Linked DNA regions of Sus scrofa: all the other regions are linked to region 1. Evidence: chromatin contacts called from public Hi-C and HiChIP or PLAC-seq data. All regions are on one chromosome and are shown on one strand. The core of a region is the stretch at or near the end of the contact, and the rest is flanking DNA. Distances in the headings are between cores, read along the strand shown. Region 1 overlaps LOC106505748 (a long non-coding RNA gene). Region 2 overlaps LOC106505748 (a long non-coding RNA gene). Region 3 overlaps LOC106505748 (a long non-coding RNA gene). Region 4 overlaps LOC106505748 (a long non-coding RNA gene). Region 5 overlaps LOC106505748 (a long non-coding RNA gene).

What was found. A called contact is a pair of places that touch in the nucleus more often than the background predicts. HiChIP or PLAC-seq counts read pairs in DNA pulled down with a chosen protein or histone mark.
Region 2: a contact with region 1 is called in a Hi-C map of retroperitoneal adipose tissue, with 2.1 times the contacts expected there. The contact joins two enhancer-like sites. A contact is called at or near these places in 4 of 47 Hi-C or Micro-C datasets (alveolar macrophages, blood, embryonic fibroblasts and 1 more) and 2 of 2 datasets of contacts at active chromatin or transcription factors (alveolar macrophages and skeletal muscle).
Region 3: a contact with region 1 is called in a Hi-C map of embryonic fibroblasts, with 2.2 times the contacts expected there. The contact joins two enhancer-like sites. A contact is called at or near these places in 6 of 47 Hi-C or Micro-C datasets (embryonic fibroblasts, fetal skeletal muscle, heart right ventricle and 2 more).
Region 4: a contact with region 1 is called in a Hi-C map of embryonic fibroblasts, with 2.6 times the contacts expected there. The contact joins two enhancer-like sites. A contact is called at or near these places in 3 of 47 Hi-C or Micro-C datasets (alveolar macrophages, blood and embryonic fibroblasts).
Region 5: a contact with region 1 is called in an H3K27ac HiChIP or PLAC-seq map of skeletal muscle. The contact joins two enhancer-like sites. A contact is called at or near these places in 6 of 47 Hi-C or Micro-C datasets (heart right ventricle, liver, psoas muscle and 1 more) and 2 of 2 datasets of contacts at active chromatin or transcription factors (alveolar macrophages and skeletal muscle).

What each region holds. Positions count from the first base shown.
Region 1 is chr13:115,622,986-115,626,078 of Sscrofa11.1, forward strand. All of the region lies in intron 1 of LOC106505748 (a long non-coding RNA gene), which reads left to right. Among named protein-coding and RNA genes, the nearest start is that of TBL1XR1, 140 kb to the left of the region's middle. Within about 2 kb of position 1,771, at least 77 of the 83 cell types and tissues checked have an H3K27ac peak or open chromatin away from gene starts, as enhancers often do. A contact at or near this core is called in embryonic fibroblasts, retroperitoneal adipose tissue and skeletal muscle, where this site is marked.
Region 2 is chr13:115,923,472-115,926,494 of Sscrofa11.1, forward strand. All of the region lies in intron 2 of LOC106505748 (a long non-coding RNA gene), which reads left to right. Among named protein-coding and RNA genes, the nearest start is that of TBL1XR1, 440 kb to the left of the region's middle. Within about 2 kb of position 1,535, at least 5 of the 83 cell types and tissues checked have an H3K27ac peak or open chromatin away from gene starts, as enhancers often do. A contact at or near this core is called in retroperitoneal adipose tissue, where this site is marked.
Region 3 is chr13:116,127,085-116,130,403 of Sscrofa11.1, forward strand. All of the region lies in intron 4 of LOC106505748 (a long non-coding RNA gene), which reads left to right. Among named protein-coding and RNA genes, the nearest start is that of KCNMB2, 620 kb to the right of the region's middle. Within about 2 kb of position 1,402, at least 11 of the 83 cell types and tissues checked have an H3K27ac peak or open chromatin away from gene starts, as enhancers often do. A contact at or near this core is called in embryonic fibroblasts, where this site is marked.
Region 4 is chr13:115,905,405-115,908,585 of Sscrofa11.1, forward strand. LOC106505748 (a long non-coding RNA gene) reads left to right here. Exons shown (of 8, transcript XR_002338112.1): 2 at 1,591-1,743. Among named protein-coding and RNA genes, the nearest start is that of TBL1XR1, 420 kb to the left of the region's middle. Within about 2 kb of position 1,662, at least 13 of the 83 cell types and tissues checked have an H3K27ac peak or open chromatin away from gene starts, as enhancers often do. A contact at or near this core is called in embryonic fibroblasts, where this site is marked.
Region 5 is chr13:115,953,907-115,956,788 of Sscrofa11.1, forward strand. The region is part of intron 2 of LOC106505748 (a long non-coding RNA gene); the gene reads left to right. Among named protein-coding and RNA genes, the nearest start is that of TBL1XR1, 470 kb to the left of the region's middle. Within about 2 kb of position 1,300, at least 1 of the 83 cell types and tissues checked has an H3K27ac peak or open chromatin away from gene starts, as enhancers often do. A contact at or near this core is called in skeletal muscle, where this site is marked.

The sequences.
Region 1 (3,093 bases), core at 521-3,020:
CGAAGTGGGGGAGGAGAGGATTTGGGAAAGGGCTGGGAATAATCCAGTTTAGGTCAGAGGCACATTCCTTGCCCTGCCCCCACTTGCACCAGTAGTAAAGGCAGCAAGAGAGCTCTTCTCAGGGATATGTGAGACCAGCGAGAGGAGAGGGGGGAGAAAGGGAGGGGGAGAGAGGGAGAGAGAGAGAGAGGGAGAGGGGGAGACGGGGAGAGAGGGAGCGGGGGAGAGAGAGATCAGGGAGGCACCGGGCTCCACAAAGCGGGGAGAGTGAGTAGGGGGTACAGGGCCAGCACTTAAGCCGACCGCTTTTTCAGAACCATCACAGCGACTCTGGCCTGACAAGTAACACTACTGAGGGCAAAAACTGGAATATTTGAAGGCGGGTGTCCCTTACGAAATCCAGCTTTCATTTAATCCTCAAAACAGTGACTGTAGGGATTACAGCTACCCCGTTTTTACAGATGAGGGATACAGAGAGGTTAAGCACTCTGTCCATACTTAAACAGCTAATAAGGGTCAGAACAGGACTGGGAATCAGGCAGCGCACAGCCAGTGTGCGGTGTGCCCCGCAGGGGGCTCCCACAAAGAACTCCTTGGGTTTGTGTGTAGGGGGCGGAGGAGAGGGTGGCAGGAGTTCCGAGGAGGATCAGTCCGTCCCTGGGATTTAAGGCTGAAATTCTGCGTCGTCCCTGGGCTGTCTAGGAAGGTTTCAACAGGTCTAGGAGAGGGAGGAAGGGAGCTGCGCCAGCGGGTAGAGGTCTGGGTGCCTAGTCCCAGAGTTGCGCCTGCTAAGGCAGGTGGGCGAGGGGATGCGGGGGAAGGAGAGCAGGCAGAAGCTGCGGGGCCAGAAAAGAAGGCCTAGGCCCAGTGGGGAAGGCCACGCCCCAGCTGGGAGTGCTCCTCTCCAGATCTCAGCCTCTGAACGCAATTCCATTTAAGGGCAACCTTGCCCGATTCACACCTAGCCTTGAAGATTACAGACCGCCCTTTGGTCAATTTGCAGGGTGAAAGCGGGAACCTACCACCCTACACCTGCAATTCCAGCGCCATAAAGGAAGCCAGACATGTCCTATAAAATGTCACCATCGCTGAGGTGCAGTTTCCAAGGGGGTATCCGGTAGAGGGAAATACTCCGCAGCTGGCGACCCTCGAATCTGCGAATTCACTGCAGCGGGGGAGGAAGGCTCCAGTACAGAGTGGGGGAGGGGGCAGGAATCTTCTTTCTTGCCCTCTGCTCCTCGCTTGGTAATCAGGCTCGGCCACGTGACTAAAGCTTGGGGTAGGGGTAGGGGCAGGGGATTGCGGCCTGAGTAATTTTTGCCAGAGGGGTGTTTGACCAAACATAAATAGTGAAGGAACTAGAGTTGGGAGCCACGATGGGGCTGGGCTGCAGAGACCCCGACGCCGCTGCGGAGCCAGAGAGCCTGAGCGCTGAGCCGCTGCCGCCCCTCCCCCAGTCCAGCCCGCGAGCTCATTTTCGCTTGGCCGGTCCCCGCGCTGCCGGATGGATCGCGCCCCACCCCCGCTTCTCTGCTCAGTCATTCAGACTTGGAAAGTCAATAACACGCTGACATCATCAGGGGTTTGTGTATTATTACAAGGCTACTTTCCAGAGTACCTGGCATTATCTAAGAGAGGAGCACTCTGGCTGCCTAAGGAAGGGCCCGGGTTGTGGGCCTCGGGAGGGGCGGCTCTCCAAGCCAGGCCTTTTCCTCCTGGGGGAGCATCTTCAGGGCACCGATTAGAAACAGAGTATGTGCTTTTGCTGCACTAAATGCAGATGCACTTTAGATATCAATACATGCTTTATTTTGGCTGGGGGTGCACCTATAAATCATTACTAAGTGACCTCTATTTCTACCAAAGACATCCACTTGGTCTTTAAGAAGCATTTTTAGTGATCCTCCCAAAGGAAAAAAAGGCATGTTTTATGACAGGAAGCCAAAGGCTGACTCTTTTGAGACTCTTGGGGTTTGTGTGTGAGTCTCTATTATGTAATCGCCATCACGGGTGATTAGGTCTTCTTTTTCCCTCCAGGGCTGGCTTGGGTGGTTTGGTTGCTGTGTTTTTCTTAAGCCTCTTGCGGAGCAAACACACACATAAAAAAAATCCCAGATTTATGGTGCTAAACTGCTCTCCAAGCAAATTGCCTTGAAGAGTGTCTCGTTTTGAAGGAGAGAAATAGATGAATTTTTTTGTTAATTAAGACTCCTTATCTTCCTCCTCTGGCATTTCCTTTTCTAGAATGAGTTTTTAAAGTAATTTTATATATTTTAGATATTTTCTTCCTTCTCTCCTGCTGTAATGGTACTTGTAATGGCTTTAAATAACTGATTGTATAGATTACTGCACTTTTGTTCTGTTAATACAAACACCCCGCCCCCTTCAGTTAAAATATGTAAAACTCAGTAACTTCCACAACATGGTACCTTTTAAGTTTGGCCAAACAGGCTATATGGTTTTTTTTTACACACACAAGGCTGATCTCATTGAAAATCTCCCATTATCTTAAATTGCAAAAAATACACTCAGTGGGAAACTGGTGGCTACCTGGAAGATCGCAAGGGGAGTGCCTTTCTTCACTGGCCTGATCTCATCCTCTGTACCTAAGGCTGGGAGAGATCAGGGATTGATATAAAAGTCTCTAGGGCTCCCCAGAAGAAAGCAAAGCAGCCATGTTTCTCAACAATGTAACACCTTCCCTCTATGTACTTGATCATTTCAGGAGAATTTGTAGTCAGTTGTAACCACTTCCCTCCAGGTGGTCTGAGGAAAAATTCCCCACCAGGTTTGCACTTCTAAAATCACCTTTGCAAGCCTGCCCAACAACCCTCCTACCCCACCTCCAGTTTTACCCTGGAAATTTCTGAGGTGCAGGCAGCTGACAAGGTCCAGTGTACCATCCTTCCAAGGTGGTTCAGTAGGTTTTGTTCTGTGAAGCTAGAAGCTGCTAAAGGGGGTTGGGAGAGTGGGGTGCATCACCAACCAGTGCACTGTTGACTTAGGGGCTTTCCCTTAGTTCCTTAGAGAAGACTGTGCAGACCAGAGAGTTTGTTCCTTTGGTAGTTAAGATGAGGAGTCTCTCAAATATCT
Region 2 (3,023 bases), core at 285-2,784, 300 kb after region 1:
TTTTCCAGGAACAACACATAATGGCATTGAATTCTTAGCATGAGCCAGGTTCTTTATTTATCTCCCCACAGTAATTCCAGTGACTGAGGTGCTGGGTATTATTTCCATTTTACTGATGCAAAAACTGAGGCTCAGAGAGGTTAACTCAGTTTTATGAGGTTTGAATGCAGACTAACTCCAAAGCCACCTATTCTTATGCCATAAGAATAGGCTTTCTAAGCAAAGCTCTGTTGGGGCAAGGGGGATATCACCCTCATTTCTAACCTGGGGGCCTATTGAATAGAGCACAAATGCTTAAGGCATCTCTGTCCTTCTGGGTGAGCTGGGATGAAAAAGAGAATAGAATTAGGTATGCAGATTGTTGTCCCTTTCGAGTTGTGACTCTGGCAATTCTACCTACGACCCCTGGTGCTCTGGGAGCCACCATCAAACTCAACGTTCAGTTCTAGTTTCGCTTTGCTACGAAGATCCAGATAAGGACAAAAGAATCACCCTTATAAATGATAACTGTAGGTTTCCATTTTAACAATATTTTCCTAATGATGCCTTTTACCTCCCTGACAAATGAACGTGTATGGTAGAATGCCTGACTTTTTCAGGTTAGTCAAATATTCTGCCATTTTCCCTGATAGTCCCAAAGGCCAGTATTTTGGCATTCAAACTGCTATCTTAAAGATTGCCTAAGGGCAGTCCCAGAAGCTGCTGTACAAAAATCTTCTGTGACATAAGAGGCTTTGAATTTTGATTTGGGAAATACATGCTTAGGGTAGAGAACCAGTCTTAGTACACTCTTCTCTAGACTAGAACCTTTAGTTTGAGTGATAGGAACACCTATTTCATAGCATTTTCAGATCCACACATCTCTGGTGCCCTGGTCAGTTCTCCTGCAGTCATGGCACATGGCAAATGGGCAGCCCAGCATTACTGTATCTCCCTGAGGAGTGGGCTCTTTTTTTTTTTTTTTTTTATAGGCAGTAGGAACTCAACGATGAAGAAAAATGTCTCAGTGGTTCTATTTTCTCCCTCATGTTGTTAATAATAAAGCTCAGCATTCCATTCAAAACGTTTCCAGAGCCTGAACTCCTGTATTCAGTAAGCAGACCAGGTTCTTCCTCAGCGCCCATGCCTCCTTTCATAGACTCTCTTAATTAGATTATTTCAGAGTAATGAGGATGTCTGTGCCTTTCAGCCGAAGCAGCCAACAGCTCTGCTTCTATTCACTCCAGAGAAGCAAACACAGAGGCAGTAGGGGTGAGATTTGCAGGCAGTGTCAGCCCCCACCCCCACCCCCACCCCCCCGATCTGCCACTACCGGGGCCCAAGGGTGGGAAAATGATTGTGGTAGCCTGGTTCTCCTTTGTTCTTCCCTCCAAGTCCAAGAGCAGGTCAAAGGGAAGTCAGGTGGGATAATCATCGCTAACACTCATGCGTGTTTATAGTGTCCTAGACACTTTTCCTCAGCCCTTAGAAATTTGCCTCATTCAGTCTTTCTAGGTATCCTATGAGGGAGGGACTGTTCCTGTCCCCATTTGTAGAGGAGGCAGATGAAACACTGAGAGGTTCAGTGACTTGCCCCAGGTCACAGAGATGGGAAGTGGCAGTGCTAAGATTTGACAATGGTTGCTGTGTAAGAGAGAGACCTCTTTTGTTCCTTGGGTGCCAGGGACCTCTGCCATACCTGACCCACTGGGCTGTGGCCCCAGCATGCCATTTCAAAGGGAGAAATGAGCTAGGCCAGGAAAACAAAGGACTGAGGGTGTCTCCTTCATGTGACTCCGTGGCATGAATTCTCATGGTGTACTTCCCATCCCCAAACATTCTGACTACATGGGAGGTCCCCTTCTCCTGGCTGCTCTGGGCCAGGTCTCAGCCTCTAGCAGAGAACTAAAACCGACTGTCTCTGAAAATAAAGGATGTGGGCAGAGAGGTGGCTGGTTACTTTCTGTGCCAAGTGGGCACAGTGCCAACCTCTCCTGGAAGAACTGTCCCATCTTCCTTTCTCCTTGACCCAGCAGGAGAGGGAAGCTGAGTCTTTAGGCAATTTTTCATTGCCGTTGAACACTGAATCCCATTCTAGAGAGATAAGAGGCTGCACATTTTTGTTGGGATGAACTCTGAAAGGTCAGCCTGCCCTCCTTAGAATAAAAATCTTGCTTTTTACCACATGCTGGTCCCATGGGCTGTGCGTATGCACGTGTGTGTGTGTGTGTGTGTGTGTGAGTGTACGTTTGCATGCATGAGTATGTGAGCATGTGCCTGTGAAGAGTGGCTGAAAGAAGAAAGAAGTAGCTGAAAGAAAGAAAAATTAAAAATTCACTTAGAATTTTTAATAATATTTGGAGTTGGGTTTGTCTGTTCAAAGAATACTGATATGGAATGTTCAAAAACAGAATGAGGGTCCTGTCCTGAACTTGAGGTTATTTTTCTTAGTGGGCACTTGCTCTTACCCATCGTGTGGGACTGAAGAAAGCACAGGGCGTACATTTCTCTGAGAATGTTCTGAGAGCAATGTCTGTCTGTCTGTCCATGGGAGAGCTTTCCTTTTGCAAAGTTTACTCCCTCCACTGGAGGACAAGCCACAGGGTTTATGCAGGCCTAGCTGAATGACACAGTTGCATAAAAGATACCTCTTACATTGGAAAAAGATGGCAACTTTGCTCCCATAGCTCTATAAAACCCTAATGCTGGCGTTCCCTTGTGACTCAGTGGGTTAAGGATCCAGTTCTGTCACTGCTGTGCCTCAGGCCACTGCTGTGGCCTGGGTTCCATCCCTAGCATGAGTACTTCCACATGCTGCAGCAAAACAAACAAACAAACCAAAAAAACCTTAATGCTTTAGATACCCACCCCGCCTTGTTGCATCAGAGCAGAGGCAACCCTCAGATCCAGGGTCCCTCTATATGGCAGTCGTGACCTGAGGGTCCTGTTTACAGGTATGTATTTATATATATATATACTGTGTATGTGCATACATACATGTTTATATACACGAATATATATATATATATGTAAATACATATATA
Region 3 (3,319 bases), core at 152-2,651, 500 kb after region 1:
GCATCGTCAACATTTCCTGTGTGTTTGGGGGTGGGTGGGATGGGAGGCTTGGGAAGTGGTGGGAGACAGTGGAAATTTGACAATCCTTTGCATCCTGATTGCTGTGCTGGGCGCTTCCATTCCTGAACTCTAAATCCCTGTAACAACTCTGAGATAAGTGCTATCTTTGCCATTTTCTATATGAGGAATGTGAGGCCCAGAGAAGCAAAGAAGCTAAGAAATGTACCCAGATGCACACATTTTATGAGTGATGGACTAAATGGTCTGAACTGTTTTTTGCCTTCAAATTCTTTGCTCTTTTCACTGTACCTTAGTTATTGCCTGTTTTAGAGAATGTTGTGCATTTCTTCATAAATGAGTCCAATTTTTGCCTGCCACCTGGTTTTTATGACTGTCCAGATTGATTTTTCTTTTGAATTTACATTTCGCAACTGTGGGCTTTTTTCCTTTTCCATTTATCTCTTGTCTCAGTCATGAGGTTGGAAAAAAATGAGAAATATGCTGGCTTTGTTTAGACTGAGAACATTCCCAAATATTTGGCTGTACCTCAAAACCCTGTTAAAATAATATTATTTATAACTTTCTGCTTGGTCAATTTTATTTTAAGTCAGGCTATTTCCCACAGGGGACTGTTGATGTTAAGTTTGCTGCTTGAAAGCCTTAATCACAAAACATTTTCCAAGTAAGATTCAGGTCCTTGCCTTCACGATGAATGGAAACTTGTTAGACAATAGCCTTGACCATTGTGGAACCTTACTCTTAGGGGCTGTGGGGTAGAGTGTTGGTGGGGAGAATGCCATCTGTTCACAGCTGAGCCATCCACCCCTGTCAGAGAGCAGGATCTGTCCAGCCCATGATAGGATGCATTTAAGAGCTGGGCTTTGATGTTGAATGCTGTTTCCCAGAATGCCTATTGAGGAACACAGTTAATTTCTTCTGTATTTCTCCTCTGATGACTATTGTTGTTAGCAGATTTGTTTAGCTGCCTTAGCAGCTTGGGACCTTTCATTGACTTTTGAGCAGATAATTTGACTTTCAGGCAGAGTAAGGGAGAAGGCAGCTAGCAGAATCATTGCAATGGAATACCCACTATAAATTATGGGGAACCAGGCTTTTGACAGGACGGACCTGAAATGGAAGACCTGTCTTTGCCTTGATGTATAATTGAACACTGTCTAAAACTGATGGCAAAGCAGTGTGAATCATAGAGGCCAAAGGTTTGTTATTTAGCAACTTAAATATGTCTTCTTTGAAAGGCCATTCCCTTTCAGACAGAAAATGATGGTCATTGAGATGGCAATTGTCACATTGAAATTACAGTGCTTCCCACCCAGGAGCAGCTCATCTAAAGGGAAGATGGGCAGAAAGCCTGAATAATTAACCCAAAAAGTGGTTATGTAACTGCTTACATTCCACAACTTGAAGACTTTTGGCTTCATTTCAGCCTTTTGAGAAATTCTTATCCCAACAGTTGCTAGTGGCCACCATGTACATTGCTCCATCTTTCTGTCTCCCTAGTAGCTAAATGCCTATTGATTTTTCCAGAACCCTAAGCTCTCTTTGTAAAGGAAGATTTGGTGGACATCATGTCAAATACAAAGGAAAGCCTCTGCCAGACTGAGCATTAGAACATAGTGTTTTAAAAGAAATATGAAGTATCAATGCAATTATAAATCAATGAAAACCCCAGGAGAAAGAGAATCTCACTTGAGAAAAGATCTTTAAGTTTTCTCTTTTCTCCTTATAAAGAAAAATTGGATCAGCGAACCAAATTTATGACAGTAAAAACTGTCAACAAAATATTCCTGGCTGTTGCTGGGGCTGAGAAAGAGAAAGCCAAATCATGTATGCAGTGTGAGTATGTGAAATGACACATTTTAATATATTAGTTAGGGGGTCAAAAATACCTCCCCTCTTCCACTTAAGTTTTTGGCTGTTACCCCAAATTGTTATTGTTTTAATTATTTTGCTCATGCTTTTCTCTTATGGTCTTTTCCACATCCTATATTTTCTCCTAATTTTGCCTTCTGTATCCGAGAGATATTTGTGGATTGCCAGCATACCTTTTGGGGTCTTAAAAGTCATGTTAGTTTGATAACCATAACTATTATAATCCATGATGCAGAACCAGATAAAGATCTGTGTTTTAACTGAGCTGCAGTGCCTCCAGTTAAGGCACACAACCAAGTTGGAGACTGAGTCAGAGAGCATTGCTAATGGGAATAATGTAGAAAGGCATACAGAGTTACATGGAGATTAGAGGAAAGTCTGTTAAATTGGGTGGGGCCGCAGCAAGCAAATTTATCAGGCACTATAACCTGGATCTGCCCTTCATCATGGCAGGGTTGTTTCTTATGCTGGACATAGATGATTGTTACTAACCTCTGACAGAAATTCTGAACCTACTAAAGGAAAAGTGCAGAAGCATGAGAGAAGGAAGAGGAAATGTGGGAGAGAAGTGGAAAATGGTTTGAGACTGTTGGAATGGGAAAAAAAATATTTTGGTTTTTGACATCATTTTCAAAGAATCACAATTACAGGGACAAAAATTTCATGTTCAAATATTCACAACTATGGCAAAAAATATGAAATTTGTTATCCAAGTAATTTAAAGATAAGAAAATATGAGAATAAAAAATCAGTTATGACGGTAGTAAGCATCACCGCATCATCACCAGATGCTTTGTGTTAATATGTTCATAGTTTTTTTTCTGGTCGGTTGATTTCGTTTTCTATATCAATTTAAAAAGCTGGTGCATTTAGGAGTTCCCTACTGGCTCAGTGGGTCATAGGTCCCGTGTTGTCACTGCTATGGCTCAGGTCACTGCTATGACGTGGGTTCAATCCATGGCCCTGATGCTTCCACATGCCATGGTGCGGCCAAAAAAAACCCAAAAAACTTGAGCATTTAAAAATAATTACTCAAGGTTAATATGACAACTTACATTTCATATTTTATTTAGTTGATTTCATGTGCTTTTGAAATTTTTCTCATGTTTTCAACTACAGCTTACTTCGGACTTTTATAAAGTTCAAAGGAAGGGAGAGTGCGTGTACTGATCTATCAGTGACTCCCACTTCTGCTACCACACCTGCCCCTTGTACATAACTCTACTTCTGGTTTATAGCTTGATATACAATAGAGGTGGTATGTCCAAGTTCTGGAGGCTTCCTTAGAAATTTAGCCATCATGGGCAAAATAAAAACATTCCTCAAATTGTGAGCATGGTAGTATGAGGATTGGGTACTATTCATTTTCTTTTACCTCCTGCTTAGTTAGGATTTTTATATATTATTACCTTTTATAAAAATTTTATAG
Region 4 (3,181 bases), core at 412-2,911, 280 kb after region 1:
ACATACCTTCTAATTTAATTGGCCTAATGAGTTCAGGCCAATGTGACTAAGTGATCAATTAGGTTCAAGTTATAAGATATTTAAAAATAGGATTAGAGAAGAAAAAAGACATTTGGCAAATTGACTACAGGACAGGGCAGCTGAGAATTCTAGATTTAACAACTGGATGCTTACTTTCTTTATATATATTTTTCCTATCCCTTGAATGCTATGTCATAACAAAACCTACTTAGATGTGCTTGCTTGCTCTTATTTCACTGAAATTCATTGTGCAATACCCCCTCTGTTTTGATTTAAAATATTTTTCTTTATCTCAACCACAATAAGCCAGAAATTCTGTCTAGTATGAAACATTCAAGAACCAATGAATGCCTGCTATCTGGAAAAGTGAAATGTCTCTATAGAATTCTTATTACCTTTAGACATTGTTAGTATATTCTGTGAAAAACAATACAAAAGAAAACATGAGTTTTAACCTTGTCATGTAACATTAGTTCTGTTTAAATATTAGCTGCTTGGTTCTTATTTGTCTGGTTCAGTGGTTGATTGGCCAAGGAGGGAATTTCAGCATATGGATTTTTTCCCCCTCTTTTTCAAATGGTTATTAGTGGGAAGAAGTCCTTGGGTCACCTCAGGCCAGTAATTGAAAGTGCTTGAGACAGACATTCTTCTAGCTCTGGGAAGGTTAGAAATTGGGTGTACTTATCAAGCTCAGCTGGTTTTCCAGTAATTTTCTGTGTTTGTTATAAATGTGGGTACTCTGCAGCCTATGGAGTTTCACTGTGTTAGTTTACAAAGACCTTGGTTTTGTTTTTTAAAAGGTTGATTTTGTTTTAGAACTTGGGTCAAACTAAAAAGTATGAATTGGCTCCTCAACTCTGGGAGCAGGAAGTGTTATATTTCTTTGTGTTCAGATAAATCTGGCTCTGTTCCCTGCTAACCCCTGTTTTTGCAAGATTGTTAAGAGTTTAATCGCATCTATTTTTGTTCTGCAACTTCCTTTGGTCATTCAAGGAAATTGGGGGTCTTATACCTTCCAGAAAATTCTAGGAAGAGCCTCTGGTCTGACTGCTGAAGTTGCTCTTTGAAGCACATGGATTTGGTGGCACAGGGTACACGTCCAGCTTGGCTACTGTATCTTTGATCCGTCCTAAATCAAGCCTAGACTTCATGTTATTAGCAGTTCCTATTGCATGGGCATTAGGTACACCCAGACAGTCTTTATTATTATTATTATTTTTTAGAAACTTCTGTGCTTTTCCTGTCTTGAACAATCCAGCTGTTTACTTTGGGAGCCTAAACTTAAGTTCTCTTCCTTGGGGTAACATCTAGATTACAAATCCTCACTCTCCCCTTGAGATGGAGGTAGGAAAAGAATCTCCCTTTCTTTCACAGTAAACCTACAAACATAGCTAAATTCTTAATCTGTGTTTCCTGCCATATTTGATGTCTTAATTTTTTTTTCCATATTCTTGAACTGTTGAGTAAGCTACTAGCATACATAGTTAAGGGTTATGTCACCAGGAAACTCTTTGATGTCTGTGATAATTTTGTTGTTACTGTTTTTTTTTTCTTCCTTTTTTTTCATAGGGGAAAGTATGAAGTCATCTTTCTCATTGCTCTCCTCTTTAAGTCCAAGAGCAAAGTACTTCTAAAAGGCAGGCTTTGTGGTTCGCATGGAATGTAAATAGCTCAAATGGCCCCACTTCCAAGAAGCCTTCTTTAACCCTAAGGCTGAATGAAGTAAGTGCATTCTTTTGTTTTCTACTGTATTCCCAGCAATACTTTGATCGCACAAACTCCCATCTCTAGAGAGTGCTCTGATTTTTCCTCTCATTCATTCCAAGAAGAAAGGTCAATATCAAGGACTATGTAGGACCAAGGGCCTTTTTGGGGGGTGGTGATATAAATTTCAGTGCTGTGAGAGAAGATAGAAGATGTTCTAGTAACCTCTAATTTACATATGGGTGTCAGTGAAAATGAGATTCAAATTTGGAGTTGTTTGGAAAGAGACACGTGTGTTCTTCATGGTACTACAAGTCAACCAGATGGAGGGAGGGTACAATGTTGGGTGAAAGTTGAAGGACAGAGGCAAAGCTGGGGTCCTGTTTTCCTCTCTGCTTGGTACCCTGGAAGATCTGGTCTCACCTGGTATGATTGGCTAGGGAGCTTTTACAACTCAGAGGAACCCAAAGAGAACTTAAGCTCTTGTTTTCTGTCATCTTTTCCTCCCCTGCCTGTTCTTAAAAGAATCTATTCCTGTTTCCCTAGTTTAAAAATAATTGTACTCTCTGTTGCTTTGTAGACATTTTCATTCTGATTTGAGTTGCTTGATTCTGATATTTGACCTGTGCTCTGTATAATATTTCTATTATTTTCAAACTTGCCTTGATGATCGATGTTCTCTGGTCTGTACAATTTCCCATTTATTAAGATGCCACATGTTATATCATTGCTGTGAATTTCATCCTCTGGAAATTTTCCTTGGCTTAAAGCTATATCAGGTCAGAAAAATGTGGCTACATGACATTTTAATAGAATGTAAACAAATACTTTAGAGGTCACTGTTTACTTCTGAGATTCTGGGGTTCAGACTTCTTAGAGGGCTGCAGCCTTAGAGGGGGGGATAAAGACTATTTTGGAAACAGCATCACCTCATGCCAGCCTGGAAATCAACACCAGGATAGGGAGTACTAAGAGAGCAGGCTGTCTTCTTACCACTGCCTTTTAATTTGATCAAGATATGGCTACACATTTATAATTTTTTAATTAAAAATCTGTATGGAAGGAGAGAGCTCATGGCTACCCCAGAAACCATGGTAAACATTTAGAAACTGCTAATCTGTCTATGGAGTTCATTTGAAAGAGAGAGAAGAACTGCAGAAAAGGACTGTGATCCAAGTGCCTTTAAAGATATGACTGTGCACATTTTTCCTGCACAGTCTTGTGCATCAACTTCTGCTCATTTTTTTTTTTTAAGGCCAGTGTTCAAAACAACATTTGGGATATTTGCCTGACTTTTGTGTGACTCTCGAGATGGGTTCAAATCCATGGATTAATGAAAATAACTGGCCTATAGCAAATGCTGAAAATGTTTTTGCAAACATGGGCCAAATTTTAGTTTTATTATAAAATGTAAATGGTTTTGAGTTTTGTACTAACATATCATACAAAAGTAATA
Region 5 (2,882 bases), core at 50-2,549, 330 kb after region 1:
TTCTTTCCCCTCTCTTTTTAAATCTAGCATCTAGCATGGGGCATAAGAATGTTTTAAAAACATCTCAGATAACACTAATGTACAACCACGTGACTTTTAATATACCTACATGCTGAATAGCATTAAATGAAGTAATAGTTCACATAAGAAACACTCCACTTCAAACTGTGGCAATCACAAAAATTTTTTTTCATTCAGTGAGTATTTACTAAAGACTTTCTATGTACTCAGCACTGAACAGGGGTCCAGTAGGTACAGAACAAATATAAGGTATGTTCACTGTTTTCAGAATGCTTATCATCTAGCTGGGAAACAAAACAAATACATGTGAAACAATCGAGCAAAAGCATAAGCTGTGGATAATTAGCTCCCGAATGAAGTGGACTGACTTATAGTCTATAAAAATTCAGTAAAGCAGAAAATCAGTGTAGGCTAAGGTAGTCAAAGCAGACTTCTCAGAAGAATTGGTATTTGTCCTCAAATAAAATATTCTGAAAGTACTGGAAAATGGAAATTCTTACCTGCTAGAGTCAGATCTTTTCTTCCTTATTTTAAGATGGATCAATGGAAAATTTGAGAATAGTTTATAGAATATAGCTGATGTTAATGATTTTTATAAAATGTTTCAGTGGTCAAATTACTAGTCCTTTAATGTCTGGAAATTCTGCTGTTGGCAATTTAAAAATGTTTTTTTTTTTTCCGCTCATAGAAGTGTATCTGATACCATTATTATTATTGTTGTTTTATTTGAGATGAAAAGGGATGGATATCTAACATCTATAACTAATTTTTAAGTGTTTTTATATTTTGGAAATCCAAGAAAGTTTTGCCAAAACACATTTATTTTCAACATGTGCATTAATTAAATGGAAGTATTTAGTCCACATTTTCCTGATTTATTTGACCTAAATAGTACTTTATGAAAACTATTCAACTTTTGAAAGGTATTTAGCATTTCAAAAAGGTTTTAGGCCAGTTGGTTGATTGGTCTCTCTGTCTGTCTATCTATCTATCTATCTCTATCTTATCTATCTATTGGAAAATCAAGAAATCTTTCCAGGGATAGGTTCAATTAGAAATCCAAAAGACCAGATCATAAATGCAAGCAGAGCCCTCCTCTTACCTCCATTTCCATTTCCCACCCTAAATGGCATTTGTAAGCCTTGTTTGGAGGCCCTTACCTTCTCCGACAATGGTAAATGGAGGCCTTTTTAAAATAGAATTAGTGGTGCAGCACATCTTGTTCAAGGAACAGCAGTGTTTGTCTAATTCCCAAAGCAGCTGTCTGAGTTGCTTGCCCCCAAGTTGCCTTTGGACAGAAGTAAACAAACATGGACATCCAATAGCGTATATTTGAAACCGACCTCCGAGGCCATCTATTTTAAGCAGATTGTAATTTTGCAAAAGGCATGGCCCCATTCCAAATGTTTATTTAGTGTTGAATGGTCTCCAACTGGCTGGTTGGTCTGCTTTTTTTTTTTTTTTTTTTTTTTTTTAAATGGTGTTGAAAACATTAAGAAAGATACCAATAATAGATGCTGGATTTGCACTCATCTCAGTATACAACAATTCATTTTGTTTGGTGCCAGAACAAAATTTTACTATAGGGAGAGACAGGCAAATAAGTCTGGCTATGTGGTAGCTGGTTTCGTGGCAACCACTATTATTTCTACCCTTCACACCCCAATATTAACCTTGTTTAGGGAAAAGCCTTGTAAGTCTCTGCCAGCACAATTCTTTTTCATAGAATGCATACTGAGGGCAAAACATTGGGCTAAGCTTTCTGCACATAAACTCCTTTTGTCCCCACAATGACCATAAGCAGCAGGTATTATTACTCTCATTTTAGAGATGAGGAAAGTGCACTTCAGAGACCTTCAGCTGTAAGTTTGAAGTGCAGATTAGACCCAAGATTTGTCTGATTCCAGAAGTTAAGCTCATTTTATTTCATGAAAGATCCATATTAATTAGATTCCCCTACCCATTGTATGTGCTTATGCTATAGCTATTCTTTTTCCTTCTATCTATTCTGATATGAATTTTGGCTCCAGGATGTGACAAAATGGATGCCTAGGGATGCATCGTCTATTCTTTCGTAAGTGGTTGCATTAATTGTTCAAGTGCAAAAGAAAGAGCCCTTCAGGGGATTATATATGTGGCCATATTTTCCTTACACATATTTAGAAAGAAAACTGAAAAATCAAAACCAAAACCAAAAAAATCTACAGTGGTCTTTCTTGCATGTCATTCATCACACTTGCCTTTGTGCATCAAATGTCAATTTGCTCATAGGAGAGAGCTTTTAAAGAAAACCTTGGGTTAAAAAGAGCTGTGGCTTAAATTAAAGGCACCATTGGCTGCTGAAATTGGTCCTTAGGTGCAGAAGGGAGATTTACTTAGCCTTGTTCTCTTACCCAGCTTTGTGTCTTTTTCACTGAGGCAGATGAATAATCAGGCAGCTCTGAGGACCTTTTGTACCTAACATCTAGAGTCACCTCCAAATGGCAAAACATTGTAAACAAAAATACCAAGTGTTCCTGTAATTACAAGTCACTTCCTTCTCTGTGTATCATCTTGGGATTACTTTCACAGCCACAAAGTTCTGCCTCAGTGCAAGCCTTTTCCTCTAAGCAGCACTTTTAGGAACTTGAGGAATGCTGAAGGTAGGGAGAAATTTTAGAAGATCTAGATTCTAATTAACTTTTCCTCTAATTAACTGTCACTGTCCCTTTGTCAATGCAACTGAGACTCTCAAAGATAAAGGGAGGTGCTGAGGATGGCAGCAGCCCTAGTCCAAAAGGCTCACAGAATTCTTCCCCTTCCCAAGATTTTCAGGTGACAATCATCCTAGGAATATGGATGGCATGAGAGGAAAGGGGAGG